5 separate regions of the Mus musculus genome follow, and all the other regions are linked to region 4. Evidence: chromatin contacts called from public Hi-C, HiChIP or PLAC-seq and promoter capture Hi-C data. All regions are on one chromosome and are shown on one strand. The core of a region is the stretch at or near the end of the contact, and the rest is flanking DNA. Distances in the headings are between cores, read along the strand shown.

Evidence for each region. HiChIP or PLAC-seq counts read pairs in DNA pulled down with a chosen protein or histone mark. Hi-C and Micro-C count contacts between places; a contact is called where the count stands out from the background. Capture Hi-C pulls out chosen DNA fragments and counts their contacts.
Region 1: an H3K4me3 HiChIP or PLAC-seq map of bone marrow-derived macrophages shows a contact between it and region 4, with 7 times the contacts expected there. The contact joins the enhancer-like site here to the promoter of Irak1bp1 in region 4. A contact is called at or near these places in 4 of 39 promoter capture datasets (the C10 cell line, liver and pre-B cells), 1 of 15 datasets of contacts at CTCF or cohesin (pro-B cells) and 3 of 115 datasets of contacts at active chromatin or transcription factors (bone marrow-derived macrophages, embryonic forebrain and large pre-B cells).
Region 2: a Hi-C map of muscle stem cells shows a contact between it and region 4, with 1.9 times the contacts expected there. The contact joins the promoter of Sh3bgrl2 here to the promoter of Irak1bp1 in region 4. A contact is called at or near these places in 6 of 39 promoter capture datasets (the C10 cell line, hippocampal neurons, liver and 1 more), 1 of 484 Hi-C or Micro-C datasets (muscle stem cells) and 3 of 115 datasets of contacts at active chromatin or transcription factors (astrocytes, bone marrow-derived macrophages and stem cell-derived neural progenitor cells).
Region 3: a contact with region 4 is called in a promoter capture Hi-C map of liver, with 2.5 times the contacts expected there. The contact joins the promoter of Lca5 here to the promoter of Irak1bp1 in region 4. A contact is called at or near these places in 3 of 39 promoter capture datasets (the C10 cell line and pre-B cells), 6 of 484 Hi-C or Micro-C datasets (CD4 T cells, muscle stem cells, natural killer cells and 2 more), 5 of 115 datasets of contacts at active chromatin or transcription factors (astrocytes, cardiomyocytes, embryonic forebrain and 2 more) and 2 of 9 other capture datasets (adipose tissue and liver).
Region 5: a CTCF HiChIP or PLAC-seq map of pro-B cells shows a contact between it and region 4, with 11 times the contacts expected there. The contact joins the enhancer-like site here to the promoter of Irak1bp1 in region 4. A contact is called at or near these places in 2 of 39 promoter capture datasets (the C10 cell line and pre-B cells), 1 of 15 datasets of contacts at CTCF or cohesin (pro-B cells), 4 of 115 datasets of contacts at active chromatin or transcription factors (astrocytes, bone marrow-derived macrophages, large pre-B cells and 1 more) and 2 of 9 other capture datasets (adipose tissue and liver).

What each region holds. Positions count from the first base shown.
Region 1 is chr9:83,562,960-83,565,659 of GRCm38.p6, reverse strand. All of the region lies in intron 1 of Sh3bgrl2 (SH3 domain binding glutamic acid-rich protein like 2), which reads right to left. Among named protein-coding and RNA genes, the nearest start is that of Gm39384, 8.8 kb to the left of the region's middle. Within about 2 kb of position 1,304, at least 104 of the 459 cell types and tissues checked have an H3K27ac peak or open chromatin away from gene starts, as enhancers often do. A contact at or near this core is called in bone marrow-derived macrophages, where this site is marked.
Region 2 is chr9:83,547,048-83,549,747 of GRCm38.p6, reverse strand. It overlaps Sh3bgrl2 (SH3 domain binding glutamic acid-rich protein like 2), which reads right to left and starts at 1,410. Exons shown (of 4, transcript NM_172507.5): 1 at 1,245-1,410. The coding sequence starts at 1,289.
Region 3 is chr9:83,439,706-83,442,405 of GRCm38.p6, reverse strand. Lca5 (Leber congenital amaurosis 5 (human)) reads left to right here and starts at 1,307. Exons shown (of 8, transcript NM_027448.2): 1 at 1,307-1,497. All of the region lies in intron 1 of Gm2087 (predicted gene 2087), which reads right to left.
Region 4 is chr9:82,828,453-82,831,152 of GRCm38.p6, reverse strand. It overlaps Irak1bp1 (interleukin-1 receptor-associated kinase 1 binding protein 1), which reads right to left and starts at 1,347. Exons shown (of 4, transcript NM_022986.4): 1 at 814-1,347. The coding sequence starts at 1,125.
Region 5 is chr9:83,384,139-83,386,838 of GRCm38.p6, reverse strand. No RefSeq gene overlaps it. Among named protein-coding and RNA genes, the nearest start is that of Gm46123, 34 kb to the right of the region's middle. Within about 2 kb of position 1,373, at least 19 of the 459 cell types and tissues checked have an H3K27ac peak or open chromatin away from gene starts, as enhancers often do. A contact at or near this core is called in pre-B cells and pro-B cells, where this site is marked.

The DNA.
Region 1 (2,700 bases), core at 55-2,554, 730 kb before region 4:
ACTTCCCGAAGAAAAAAGGCAGCCAGGCATAAAATATGAATTTACGATGCCACTATTTGGAGAGATTCTCTCCGCAAATTATATACAACTCATACATGTGCTTCCTGTTAATTAGAGGATACTGTGTGGAAGAGCTGTTCCAGCAAAATCTGCTAAAATCGTCAAACCCCACCATCGGGAGGAAATCCTGCTGACGACGGTCTTTTCCACAGCAGACTGTAAGACTGCTGCCTGAGGCAGCACCTTCAAAAGGCTTGAGGTGTGGTTCTGCAGCCCTGTTTCTGGAGTTTGCTGTTCCCACCTCTCCCCATCAGTCAACTGGTAACTGTGAGGAGTGACTGAAGAGCTGATTAACAACTATTTACAGCTGAAAGATCACGCGGGGGGGGGGGGACGACAGCAGGCCATTTTCATAATTATATTTTATATACAGTAATTGCAGGCTGTGATATGCTCACGTTGCCACAGAGGGCATAAATTAATGTAATGCACTGAAGTGTTCTAACCCTGCACTGTGTAGACCAGGCTTCTGTTGTGGGTTGGCCACCATCAGCTCATCAGATCCTTCCTCCCTCCTCATGAAGGGAGTCGTCTGGCTTGGCCTCACCATCCCCCTGCCTCAGTCTTCTAGGTGGTAGCATCAGAGGCCAGGGCCACCATACCCAACTAGTGTTACTTCTCGAGGATAACCGACAACCATCAACTTCAGCTGGACACTGGAGGTTTCATTCCAGAGCAAAGTGCCTCCAGGAGCTCTGCTGGCCAGCTCAAATCTCCCCGGGAACTGCCCGCAGGCTACTCTCTGCACTGCAGGTAGACATAATAACCATCTTTGATTTGCAAGTGCTTCTAAATTCTGGTCTCTACATAGAACTTCTCTACATCTTCAGCCTCAGAGTTCTCCATCCCATTTTGATAGTAGACAAATTAAAACCAACAAAAGAGAGAGAGAGACAGACAGACAGACAGACAGAGACAGACAGACAGAGACAGAGACAGTGGGGAATGGGGAAAGGAAGAAAAACTCCATGTCTCAGGACCCCCCCCCCCAAGCTCCTAGGATGTTCTATTTATCGCCCTAGGAAATAAAGAAAAACTCAAGGGCAAAACCAAGGCCTCTCCAATCAGGTCTAGTACAAAGGCTCCCTGGGCTGTAAGGCCAAGACAGCCAGAAGGCATGTACCTTATGAGGAGAGTTACTGAAGCTAGTGACGGGAGCCAAGAACCTCAAGCCCAGCGTCAGAAACACAAGAGGAAGTTTGAATGAACTGCGTCCAGACAAAAAGGGAGTGTCTTGCAGGTTGAAAGGCAGCCGCTGAGTCAAGGAGCAACTCTGCAGGAGGGGGAGAGAGACTGAGGCTTTCTCCATCACATGCTTACTCACCTAACCGCAAAGGCTCTGTATTACTCGATTTTACTTTACACTCTCAGTTTAAAAATCTTTCCGAATACACCACATATGTTCTCTATTGTTGAGCCCAGTAAGCTGAACCCAAATATACCAACCTGATCTAATCTGCTCTGGCACAAGCAGGACTTTCGTTTACATGCTCTGATAGAGCACGCTGACATTCTCAAGAGGCCACTTAGGGGTAAAAATCTGGCTTTCCTATCCACACTAGCCTAAACCCGCGCCCTACAAGTCTACAGATCTGCCCTTACGAATGCAGCAGCCAGCTCTCGGCGCCACTCCGAGTCAGCAGTAGCTCCGAACACTCTGCCTATATAAGCCAGTGCACCCTCCTGGGCAGCTGAACAGGCAGGCCTAAGGGCAGTGAGTCAACTGTGCCTCCCTCCCAGGACTCCAACTTTACCCCAGCAGACTGACACTCAAAAGAAGGAATAATGCAATAAGCTGTCTTCCTAACACAGATTCTTCAAGCCACTTACTTAAGAAGCAGTGAAACAAATCATGTTCCCAAAGCTTTTACGTTTTAAAGCAAACTCGATTTGCAAATTCATTCCTGTTGGTTTTCTGAAGTGTCCATAAACTCTTGATTAGCTTTTTATATACATACATAGAGTGTTTCAGAAACAATTTCAATGTATCCACTCAAATGCCAAATTCTCTACTAGAAAATCTGCAAGAGCTAAAGGCATACAGGCCAGTCCCTGACCCAGAAGAAATTAGAATTCCTATAAATCACAGGCAGAAGGCCCTGAGAGCCACCCTACAGGTGGCATGGTAGGCTGAAATTGAAGAGCCCTCCCACTTTGGACAGCAAGAAGAGAGAGGCAAAGGGAGCGTGGGGAAACAGCCCTGCCCCATGCTTTGAAGAGCGAAGGGAATGGGACTGCATGTCACATAGGGAGTCCTCAGACAAGGTGGAGAGGACCACAGGACCAGCCAGGGTGGAGGAGAAGCCTGGTGTATTTATGGCGAGAGAAAGCTACACAGACAGACCAGAAACAGGTCAGACTGCCCAGGTGCCAGGTCAAGCATCCAGACATTTGGGTGTTAACACTGAGGGCCAATGGGACTCTGCCAGGCCCTCTGACCCTCATACAGAGACTTCATCTCATTAACAGAATGACTTTTTTTCTTTTAAATGGAAACAGAATTCAAAGGGTAAATTATTAATCATCTCATCTCTGTTAATTATCTCTTAGAACCAGGTGCTCACTAGTAAAAGGTCACCACGAGACGGAGCACGCAGTCTCCATCCGCCTTGCTGTTAACAGACAGACTACGGGCCCAAA
Region 2 (2,700 bases), core at 161-2,660, 720 kb before region 4:
ATTGGTTACAGGATGCAAGTCTGGATACATGATGGAGAAGACAGGTAATTTACCTGTGACTTTCCCAACACAACTGAAGATCAACATTGGAGCTTGCTGCTTCTGAAATCAGTAAGCTCCTTTTGAAATAATTACCGAAGCTGGTAAGTTCATGGTAAAGACCAAAAGCTCTATAGTAAGGAATTCATTTCAATAAATCTATCTAGGAGATAGTACATTTCATGAGGCTCAGCTTTAACAGGGAAAAATCTTTTAAAGGCACCTATGACTAAGCAATAACAAAAAGGGAGGATTTTTGAGAACCAGGACATGCCTGCACATACAGGTAGGCCAGCATTTTCCCAGCTATTGTGTCCTTGTATCAAAAAAGATTGGGTTAAGAGCTTCAGTAGTTTACGGGGATTTTCCAAGTAGTATTTTATTCCGCCTTCTACCCCACCCACTTAAATTCTAAGACAGTCTGCCTACTGAGCAGGCAACCAGCCAGCCTAAACTTTAAACCAATCATTCTTGTACTTTTTTCTATATCTGATTAAGTAACTGACAAAGTAGATTTTTGGAGATGTAGTTTAACTCTTGGCTAAGGAAATCAAGTCTTAGCAATCACATGAAACATAACTGACACACTACAGGCGCATTACATGTGTCTTAGTATACATGTGCACTATTTCTAGTTATTTAACTTCTTCTAAAGAACAATATTCCTAAAAGAAGTCAACACTCGACAAACAGAGTAGCTAAAAATAGAAAACACAATTTATTCTTAAAATGAAATTTACCACAGCACTGGAGGAACAAGGGAAGGACCATATGTAAAAGTATTTGTAACACCCTAGGCTAAAAAACAACAAAGAAAATAAATTAACTGCGACCTAACAGGACAAGTGTGGTTTGCTCAGGTGTAAAACTAAAAAGGACTTGCTGGGGACGAGAGGATGTAGAGCAATTTTTTAAAATGGGTTTCCTCCAGACGCCAGGTCAGCAAATCAAAGTAGTCTAAACTGCCATAGGAAACATAAGCCGACGGGGTGTCCCAAGTCCGGAACCTCTAAACTCAGCAAAGGGCCCCTGGAGCCGACAGCTGCGGCAGGGGACTGGCTCCCTTGGGTCCCCTCGCCAGTTGCCAGTGCGGGGTGTGTGACCCCTGCGTGTCCACCGGGTCCGAGCCCGGCGGTCACCTGCCCGCGCGTCTCCTACGGGCGCACGCGCTGCGCGTCTCCCGCGATCCCGCCCGCTCGGCTCACCGCCACGAAGCCTGAGCATGAGGCGACGAAGACGCGGACCACCATCCTCTCGCTGCGTCAGGGATCGCCGCTGACTCGGTCACAGAAGTTTAACGCGACTGAGGTAGCTGCCGACTCCCGTGCGACCGTCGGAGAAGACCGCAGCGACGCGTCTGGCTCCCGCCGCTCCGCGGATGAAAGCCCAGCGCCTCCGCCGCGGGCTGAGCGAGAGGCGGGTGGGGCCAGGCGGCCGCGGGGGCTGACGGGAGTTGTAGTTTCCTTGGCGCCCAGAGTGACCAGGCACTGCGCTCCTTCTGTCCGGCGCCTGCTTCACGGGAATTAATCGTACACGCAGGTGGTTTAGGAAGGACCCGGAAGCGGGACAAGCTAATTGGCGGGAAGCCAGTTTACAAGAACACAGCAAACAAGACAAAGGGTTGGGTGGAGGATAGTCCAAGCTTGGGTTTTGTTTGCGGTGGAGACGGGTGGAGCATCCTCTATCAGAAACAGCCATGGAGCTGAGGCGACCCACTGTTTTAGAGACACGCAAAGGCTCGCCCCAGAGACCTTGGCAGTTCACGGGCTTGGACAGGCATGGCAGTGGGTTGAGCTTTTGGTGTTTTGTTTCTCCTGCAACCCTGAAAAACTGTTGAAGAGGAGTGTTGTTATTTTTCCTGGAGGCGGTTTTATTATGTAGCCCAGGCTGGCCTGGAACTCAACTTCACCCTCCCTAGCAGGTATTACAAGCATACATCACCACGCCTAGTTTGCAAAGGGAATCTCTTTGGTAAATGAAACAGGCTTTCACTTTATTCTAAAGACACTGAAAACTGGAAAGCCAAATGAGAACAAGACCGATATTTTATTTTTCTTTGCAAAACTGTAATTGTAGTAGAAAAGAATAAGTACTGATAGAAATGAAAATCCCCCTATCAACATTGGGAATCAGAACCCTCCCTCCCCACCCCCTACCCCGCACAATGCCTTTGCCTCTGTGCACCTACTGATATTTACAGTTGAGCCAAATCTGTGTCTTTTTCGAAATCGCTGTGCATTCCAACGCGGTATCCCAGGAGGATACCATTAAAGAGAAAGCTTTCATGAAGTGGCTAATAGGTTCCGAGTAGTGCTTTAGCAGGTTGTATTGGCTTGGCTAAGGCTCAAGCCACTCCTAGTTTTGTGGAAGTGAACCAGTTTCCCTCACACTACTGTATTTACTTTCTTCATTTCACCAAGGGACTTTAGCAGCGTTCAGGGAATGCTGCTAATTAATTCTAGAGAGAAGAAAATTGTGTGATGAAGTCTCCCACGTTTGCAAGTTTCTGGCACAAATGGTTGCTTGAAGGACTTTGGTTTTTAGACTTACTAATATTTCAAGTTGCCAACCTTTCCTGTGGCTTATGTCTTAAATAGTTTTATTTGTATGTATGCATGTATGTATGTATGTATATTTTTGTTTGTGTAGATCCATTTAGCA
Region 3 (2,700 bases), core at 58-2,557, 610 kb before region 4:
AACACAATCTTTACAAACGGCAGTTAAATATTTAATGCAGTTAAATAGTTTCAATTAGTAAAAATATTAAAATGTGGTTTGGTAGCTTCAGTTCTTTTTTCCTGGAAAGCTGTAACCTGTGTAGTACACAGTGAAGTGAAATGGTATAATCAGAAAACTGAAGTCCTAATAAAAATGGCAGATCAAAGTCATGCCATGTAGAAAGGTGAAGTTATCATCACACTTGGGACAAATCTTTAAAACATCAATTTGGTAAAACTGGCTTTGAGGAACTATAAATTATTTTGGTTATTTTTTTTCAAGGTCAAATAAAGTAATTGTTATCTCTGATAGAGTAACACTGTGTGGTGTAATAAGGACACTGAAAATGTTATACACAATTAGGTATTTTGTTTGGGAGATTTCTAAAATTTTAGATACTTTTTTGACTTGCCAGTAATGCTATTACCCTGTTAGAGAAATGCTCTAAAGATGCTAGATTTGGAAGTTAATAGCCATGTGGTTCTATCCTGATCTCACCGCTTACTACCCCCTGAATCTATTTTCTGGAGTATAAATGACAGCAGGCTTCAATCGGGAACTGAACAGTCTTATTAAACGGTCTGGATGAGAAGCTCAGAGAGCGTCAGAGCCCCCGTGGAAAAGATTTTCTTTATAGCTTCTTTACCTACTGCAATTAATACTGCTTAGTGTGCACTGTCAAGTTTAAAAGAAAAATTAGCCATCTAGCTGCCCTTAGCCCACTGTCATGCACTTCAGAATATTTCCTTTAAAAACAATTCTTTGAAAACATAACGAGAACAAACGTGTTCTCATTATCCTTTAGCCCCAGATTTCCTTCAGAACTTAAAAATCATGCGCAAGCCATATTCAAGATGTGTTATCTCAAGAAAGTCCAGAACCCAGGCAGCAGTATCATGAAAATATCAAGTCCACACCCTCCTACACATCAATTTCAGCGGAACCAGAAAAGTACATTGATTTCTTTATAACGAAATCCAAAATATTCAGAAAAAAATAGGGCCGGTTTCCAAGGGTTTTGTCCACAGACCCTTTCTGGAGCCGGCGTCCCTCTATGAGAAGGGTTGGCATTCTTTCGGTCTGTCCTGGGTGCTGGGCTCCGTGCAACTGTCCTCGCGGGTCGCGGTTCCCCGCCTCACCGGCCCACCAATGGTTGATGCCTCTCTCCTCGCCATCCCGCCTTCCGATGCCACAATAACCAATAGAAATGAACGTATGGAGTCCAGTAACCAATGGGAACTGGGGGAGGCGGAGGCCGGTCCTCCCGCGGTGCAAGCTGGGCTTCTGCTCCGTTGCCCAGGAGCCGAAGCCGCCGAGCCGCCGCCCGCAGCCGTGGTCCCTACAGTGAGTGAGTTCAAACTCCCCGCAACCGCAGTCTGCAGCGTCCGGGTACTCTAGGTCTCGGACCGTAGCTGTCGGTCGGACTCGGGGATCGGCCGATGATCCAGGCAGGAGCAGGAGGTGCCAGCTTGGAGGGTGAGGGGCGGGCCTCGGATGAGAGAGGAGGTCTGCGGCCGGGGGGGGGGGGGGGGGGGGATGGACGTGATGGGGCGGGGCGAGGCGGGGCTGATCGGCGGATGCTTTGGAGAGAAGGAAGAGAAAGTTGAGAGACTGGGATTTGTTAGCCCCCTAAAGCAGAAGGAAAGCATGTGCAGACGGATCCAAAGAAGAACGAAGTTACCAGAAAGAAACCCCTGGAGACTGGTGTAGATCGGGATGGGAAAGGAGGGCGCGCGGAGCCTTTCAGAGACTCTGGAACAGTCTAGGATATTATTGTTAACACTGTCGTTAAAGGGGAGAGACACTTTGGTCCAGGCTGTGGATTATTTTTATACATCATTGAGGGATGGAATGGAACGAATGAAAGTAGTTAGCAAAACCTACCTGTTGGCAGAACTGAGTTGGGGTGGATGCACATGCCTTTTGTTTCGCGCTAGCTGAATAAGGGAACAGTGTTTCCCTGTGTGACCAGTTCACCTGAATGTAAATTCTTAGTCACTTCATGGGCTTGATACGTAATGGTATCTTTTGGTTGGTAACAAGTTGCTAGGGGCTGTATTTTTCCTCCAGAGAAGTGCAGTGAATGGTAGACACATTGTGAGGATTAATTTTACGGAGGTATTTGTACCTATATTTGGGTAAGTGGGGTGGGGGCGGGGTGTGGAGGAAGGTTTTATGAAAGTAAATTTTCTTTTAGGATTGATTAATTGTGTGTGTGTGTGTGTGTGTGTGTGTGTGCGCGTGTTTCCTGTCCTGGACCAGCTCCTGCCTGCACATCTCAATCCCGAAGTTTGAGGGTCTTAACTCTTGGCCCAAGCAGAGTAGGCTTGACCACATACACATGGATGCTCAACCGTGCGTTCAGGATTAGATAGATGTCTTTGGGATCAACAGTCATAACTTAGGGCTTGAGAGCTGATTCAACCGTTAAGAGTACTAACTACTCTCCCACAGGCCCTAGGTTTGATTCCCAGCAGCCACATGGCAGCCCACAACTGTCTGTAACTCCAGTTCCAGGGAATCCTACGCTGTCTTCTGGCCCTTCTAGGTACCAGGAACTGTATCCATGGCACACAGACAGGCGTTCAACAAAACACTCACATAACTAACTTACTAACTAAACAAGCACACAAATAATCAAATATAAGTAAGTAAATTTAAAAAGTCATTTAAATGGTG
Region 4 (2,700 bases), core at 98-2,597:
CGCCTAAGAGTCGCTGTGTGGACATTTTTGCCCCATTCGTTAAAAGGAGGGAGGCTTAAGGTGCGACCTATTTAGTGATTTGTTCCACAGACATGTCTAGAAAGTAGAAATATTTCACCTATGACACCTACATACATTGACTTAAAAAAGTTAAAACTAAAAAGGTGGAAAATTTGGGGTAGGCGATCATTATAAACCATAAATAGATGCTAATAAGTACATTGAAGAGCCACTCCACACAAACCTTTGATTGGATGGAAGCAGTTCAGGCTCCTCACCGACCTATTTCAACATGCAGAATAAAAACTACCAAAGTGTGTGTATGGGGAGGGGGGGTGGGGGGAGGGGGGAGGAGAAGGTTCAACATTCTACTTATGCAAACATTTACATGTAATTTTTCAAAAAAACATTTCATCACTCTAATCTTAATAACAAAACCACTGTAGCAAACATCACCAGATAAAAACCTACCCAACCACGGGCGTGGTGGCGCACGCCTTTAATCCCAGCACTGGGGAGGCAGAGGCAGGCGGATTTCTGAGTTCGAGGCCAGCCTGGTCTACAAAGTGAGTCCAGGGCAGCCAGGGCTATACAGAGAAACCCTGTCTCAAAACAAAAACAAAAACAAACAAACAAAAACCCTACCCAACCTGCATTCCTGATTTCAAGTTCGCTGCGGCCCATAACGGCTTTCATCTAGATTCTAGAAGGAAAGGTCAAACATCCATTGCGCCCTAGAATGGATCCTGCGGTAACAAAGCATCCCCAAAGGTACAGAGTCACCCGCTCTGCACCCCGTCTCGGAAGTCTCACCTGAAACCCCTGCTGCTGGAGGCTCTGCGTGATGTAGTCCAGGCGGCGACACACACTCTTCTTGGCCTCGGCCGACACCTCCTTGGTGCTGCTCACTCGCACGGTCACCAGCGCTCGGTCGGGGCTGGCGGACACCTCGGCCGCGCCGCTCACGTGGACCTCACGGGCTCCGGGGTGGGCCTCCGCGACGTGGGGTCGGCGGCCGATCGGCTGCGCCTCCGCGGCCGAGATCGGATGGTTTTCCCGGCCCCGGTCAGCCCAGGGAACCAGTTCCATGAACACCCGCGATGCAGGGGCGGGTTGCAGCGACATAGCTGGGGCAGCTGTGTTGCCATAGCAACGCCAGGTTGATGGCGGGGAGTGACGTTTAGCTGCCGCGCGCTTGCTAGTCCGCGCGGAGGATGCCGGGATGGAGGCGCCGCTGCAGCGTGGAGACCGGGTTTTCCCCCAGGGAAGGAGGCCTGCACACATTTTAAATAGTTACCTCCTCATGGCCTGCAAGAACCGGAGCTGTCTGTCCTGCCCTCGCGGTCAGTGATCACGGGCCTTCCACGTGACCAGTCGTTCTTCTCCCCTCCCCCTGGGCCGCCTCCATCCCTCAGTCCGCATGGGGATGAAGGCTCTGCGTTTCCAACGTGTGTGATCCCGGTAGCCCTTTCTTCCCGAATTTCACGGTGCCGGGGCGGCCTCCTTCTTTGTGAGACTCCGGTGGTCTTACCCGCAAGTGCAAGTACTTGTTTGGTTCGTGAGGAGTTTCTCTTCAAATAAACTACGTTTTGCTCGTGAGAGTTTGGACACTATGGGGATCCTCGAGTGCGTTTTTTTCCAGGACACTGTTGATTTTTTTCCCCCACAACTGCTGTTTGTTTATTAGAGGCCCGCTGAATGTAGAGTGTTGGCATGTGGAAAGACAGAGAAAACGGGGGGGTGGGTGGGGGTGGGTGGGATGTTGTTCGTCATAGCTACAATCTTTAGAAAGAGTGTCAGTGTCAAATTCTAAATGTCTTGGAGTAATTCTGGTCTTGAGCCTGGACATCAGCGTGAGCAATGACAGGCATGTCATGTACTTGTCTGTTATAGCTTCCTCTTCCCCTTTTGGAGACAGGGTCTCAGTATGTAACCCCGACTGGCCTGGAATTTACCTTGTTGACCAGACTGACCTCGAGCTTGCAGAAATGCAAGGTTTCGACCCATTTCTTGACAGCCATTATAATGAAAAGCTGTACGTGCCCTCTCCAAGCCCTCCTATTATAGTAATTTTCCTCAGCACACCCTACTGTCTCTCTTTTCTTTCCTCTTTCCCCTTCCCCGCTTCTCCCTCTGCTCTAGAGTGCTGGGGTTCAAACCACACCTGGCCTATAGTCATTTTCTTAATGTCTTGGTGATGACAGCTCGTCTGATTCCTGTTAGAATTTTATTAACAGAATGGGAGGAGAAAACCTTGGGGGCAGGGATGTAGGAAGTAGTTTTTTATAGGAACTTGAAAAAGTCTATAGTCTTTGTGATTTTTCCTCAAATTTTTAAAAAACCAGTATTTTAATTCAATAATTTAGCTAGATCAAGTGGTAATCTCTTTGTTTGGTCCATCATTAGGTCAACATAATTGTTTAGTTTGAAACTTATTGTCAGATAAGAATTATATATATGTATATATGTGTGTATATATATATATATATATATATATATATATATATATATATAATTATAATTTAAGAACTTTCCACCATATAACCATATATGCATACAGGCATATATGCATATTTTACAACTCTAGGCAATGAAAATACCTTTTAAAATTGGAGGAATTTCTTTGTTCTTTTTGGTGGACCGCAGGGATTGAACTGAGGCCCCCAGGCTTGGGATCAAGTACCTTTGTCAGCCGAGTTG
Region 5 (2,700 bases), core at 124-2,623, 560 kb before region 4:
ACATGAGTTGAAAAAGGGTTGTAATAAACTAAAATGGGTTCATTAGCTTGTACCTTTAAAGTGGTTTCCTTAAAAATAATTCCTCAGGAGAGCAGGAGAGCTGGCCCTATCCCTCACCCGCTGCAGTACTCGGGAGAGAGGCCCTGCACCTCACTTGGGCAGCACAATAGAGCTGGTGACAAGGGCATGAGCTGGCTGTCAGTGGGCGAGCATGTACAAGGTGGCTTCACAGCTTGTCTGCCCTGTGGTGTCATGGGTGAGGGAGAGATGCCCTCCTCACCCCACCCCTTGCCCCTCATCACCTATGGCAGGCAGGAGAACTGACTCTATCCCTCACCGCACAGCTGGCTCTACTGTCTTGGGTGCAGGTGAGCTGGCCCAAGGGCATGGAAGTGGGAGAGCTGGCTCTGTCTCTTGGCAGCTGCTGCATTGGGTAAGCTATCGGCTGGAGTGCTGGTGTCCTGGTGGTGTGGGTGTGGGAGTGCTGGTGGGCTGACCAGTTCACATGCCACCTACACCCACATGTAGGGCTTTGAATGTACTCACCCCAACATCTACCCCAAATATGAATTGCTGGAGTGTGTGAAGGGGCTGGTCCTACAGGTCCAAGGCTGCAGGAGCTCCATGACATAAGGTGACAGCAGGATATCAAGATAAGTCTGAATGAGGGTCCAGTATTGATAGTGTAGCAAAAGCCAGAGACCTTGAACTAGACCAGTGATTCATTGCAGTAAATGTTTGAAAGCAAAGAAGTGTGGACAAAAGGGTATACTATAGGTCACAGGGACATACTACAGCTTCTACAACAAGATTTTTTTCCTTTGGGGGAGGTACAAGGGCAGAGGGCAGGGAAGGAGACAAGGAGATGGGTGGGATTGGGCTGCATGATATAAAATTCACAAAGAATGGATCAAAAGTTAAAAAAGAATTCCTCATTTTTACTCAAAGCCTCAAAAATGATACCTCAATTCTACAGTTAATGAAGTCACAGGTCCCTCCTATCTTCCTATTAATAGGAAAGGTGTTTGATTTTTGAAGATTTTGGGGGGAAGAAAAGCCATTCTTTTACTCTGAAAGGCTTGATCACTAATCATTTTGCCTCTGTTAAATTTTCCAAGTGGTGTTGAAGACACTTGAAGATATTCCCTGTGGCCTCGGCAGACACCAGCCACTGGGAAACGGAGATGAGATGAAACAAACCTCTCCTTCTACCGACCCATCGGAAGAGCTGCTTGCTCTGAGGGCTTCTGCCTGTCTGTTTCCTGGCTGTGTCTTGCTCCAGTGATCCCCGTTTCCCCTGTCAGCACCACAGATCTCACTCTGTCACCCTCTTACAGGACTCTCTGGACCAGTGCCATCTGTGGTTCAGAACATAGGATAACATGAAAAGACTTGCAGCACTTTCTTGTTCTCCACAGCCCCTAAGCTGAGTCACAAAATCCCCACGTGCAACTAAACTCTTCCTGCTGACTTCCTGAGGATGCTTCTGTAACAGGTGCAAAGGGAAGCACTATAGACTACTGTCCAGTCTAAGCTAGCTTGTTTTGTGTTGCTGTGATGTCTGTAAGCTTCTTGGTACCTTCCTCACCGTGGTGGTTGGGCTCGTCTAAACGACTCACAGCTGTTCAAGCAAACACTGATGTCCTTTCTAAAAAAAGAATATTGTTTGAGAATTTCATAGATGCATATATGTGTTTTCATCCAGTTCCTCTTCCTTCCCCCCTAAGTTCTCCCCTATACACGCCCCCCACAACCACTTTTTCCTAGTGTGATGGAGGATGCCATGTGATGATGGAGAAAGACTATCCTTATGTTCACAACCCAAGGGATACTGAGGACTGTAATGGATCACCACAAGCAAGACAGGAGCTCAACCAGAACCCTTCCAGGGTCCTCAGAAAGCATGTGACCGTACAAACACCTTGATAAAAACTTCAAATCTACACAAATAGAAGGACATACATTTCCGTTTTTTAAAGAAACATTTAAAAATATCTATTTTATATACTGTTGCTTTGTCTGTTTGTTGATGCACCATGTGACCATCTGGTGCCCTTAGACACCAGAAGAGGGCATAGGTTCATCTAGAGCTGGAGTTCCAGGCAGGTGTGAGCTTTGTGGGGCTAGGAATCAAACCTAGGTCGCCTGGCAGAGCATCCAGTGCCTCTTAACCAATGAGTACCTCTTGAAAACATTTTTATTTGACAGATAGCAGTTATACATATTGATGAGCTTCATAAATAATTTTATTCAGGTATACTGTGCCCTTTGAACTCACCCTTATACAGAACATGTTAAAGCCAAGATATTTTTAATGTGGATTTCATAGTGAATTTAGGAATTTTGTATTGAATAGAATTTGACAGAATTTGTGCTGTAAATTATCTAAGAAAAGCCTCAAGAGCAAAATCACCTGGTAATCAGAGACATGGAGTTGGTGAGTACATACTTTGTCTCTACATTTGAAATGAACCATCCAGGTGTCCTATTTTAAAGAAGTACGTTGACAAGGACACTAGGACTTAAAAATATTTAAAGAATGCACTTTTCATCCTGCTGTTAATGAGAGGTAGAGCCAGGGCTTAAGCCCACAGGCGTTTCACCCAGAGCCTTTAAAGCTCGCTCGTCTATAAATACTGCACTCATTCTGTCTGCAAACACTGAGCATCTCATGTGCGCATCTGCCTAGATCGCAGTGCT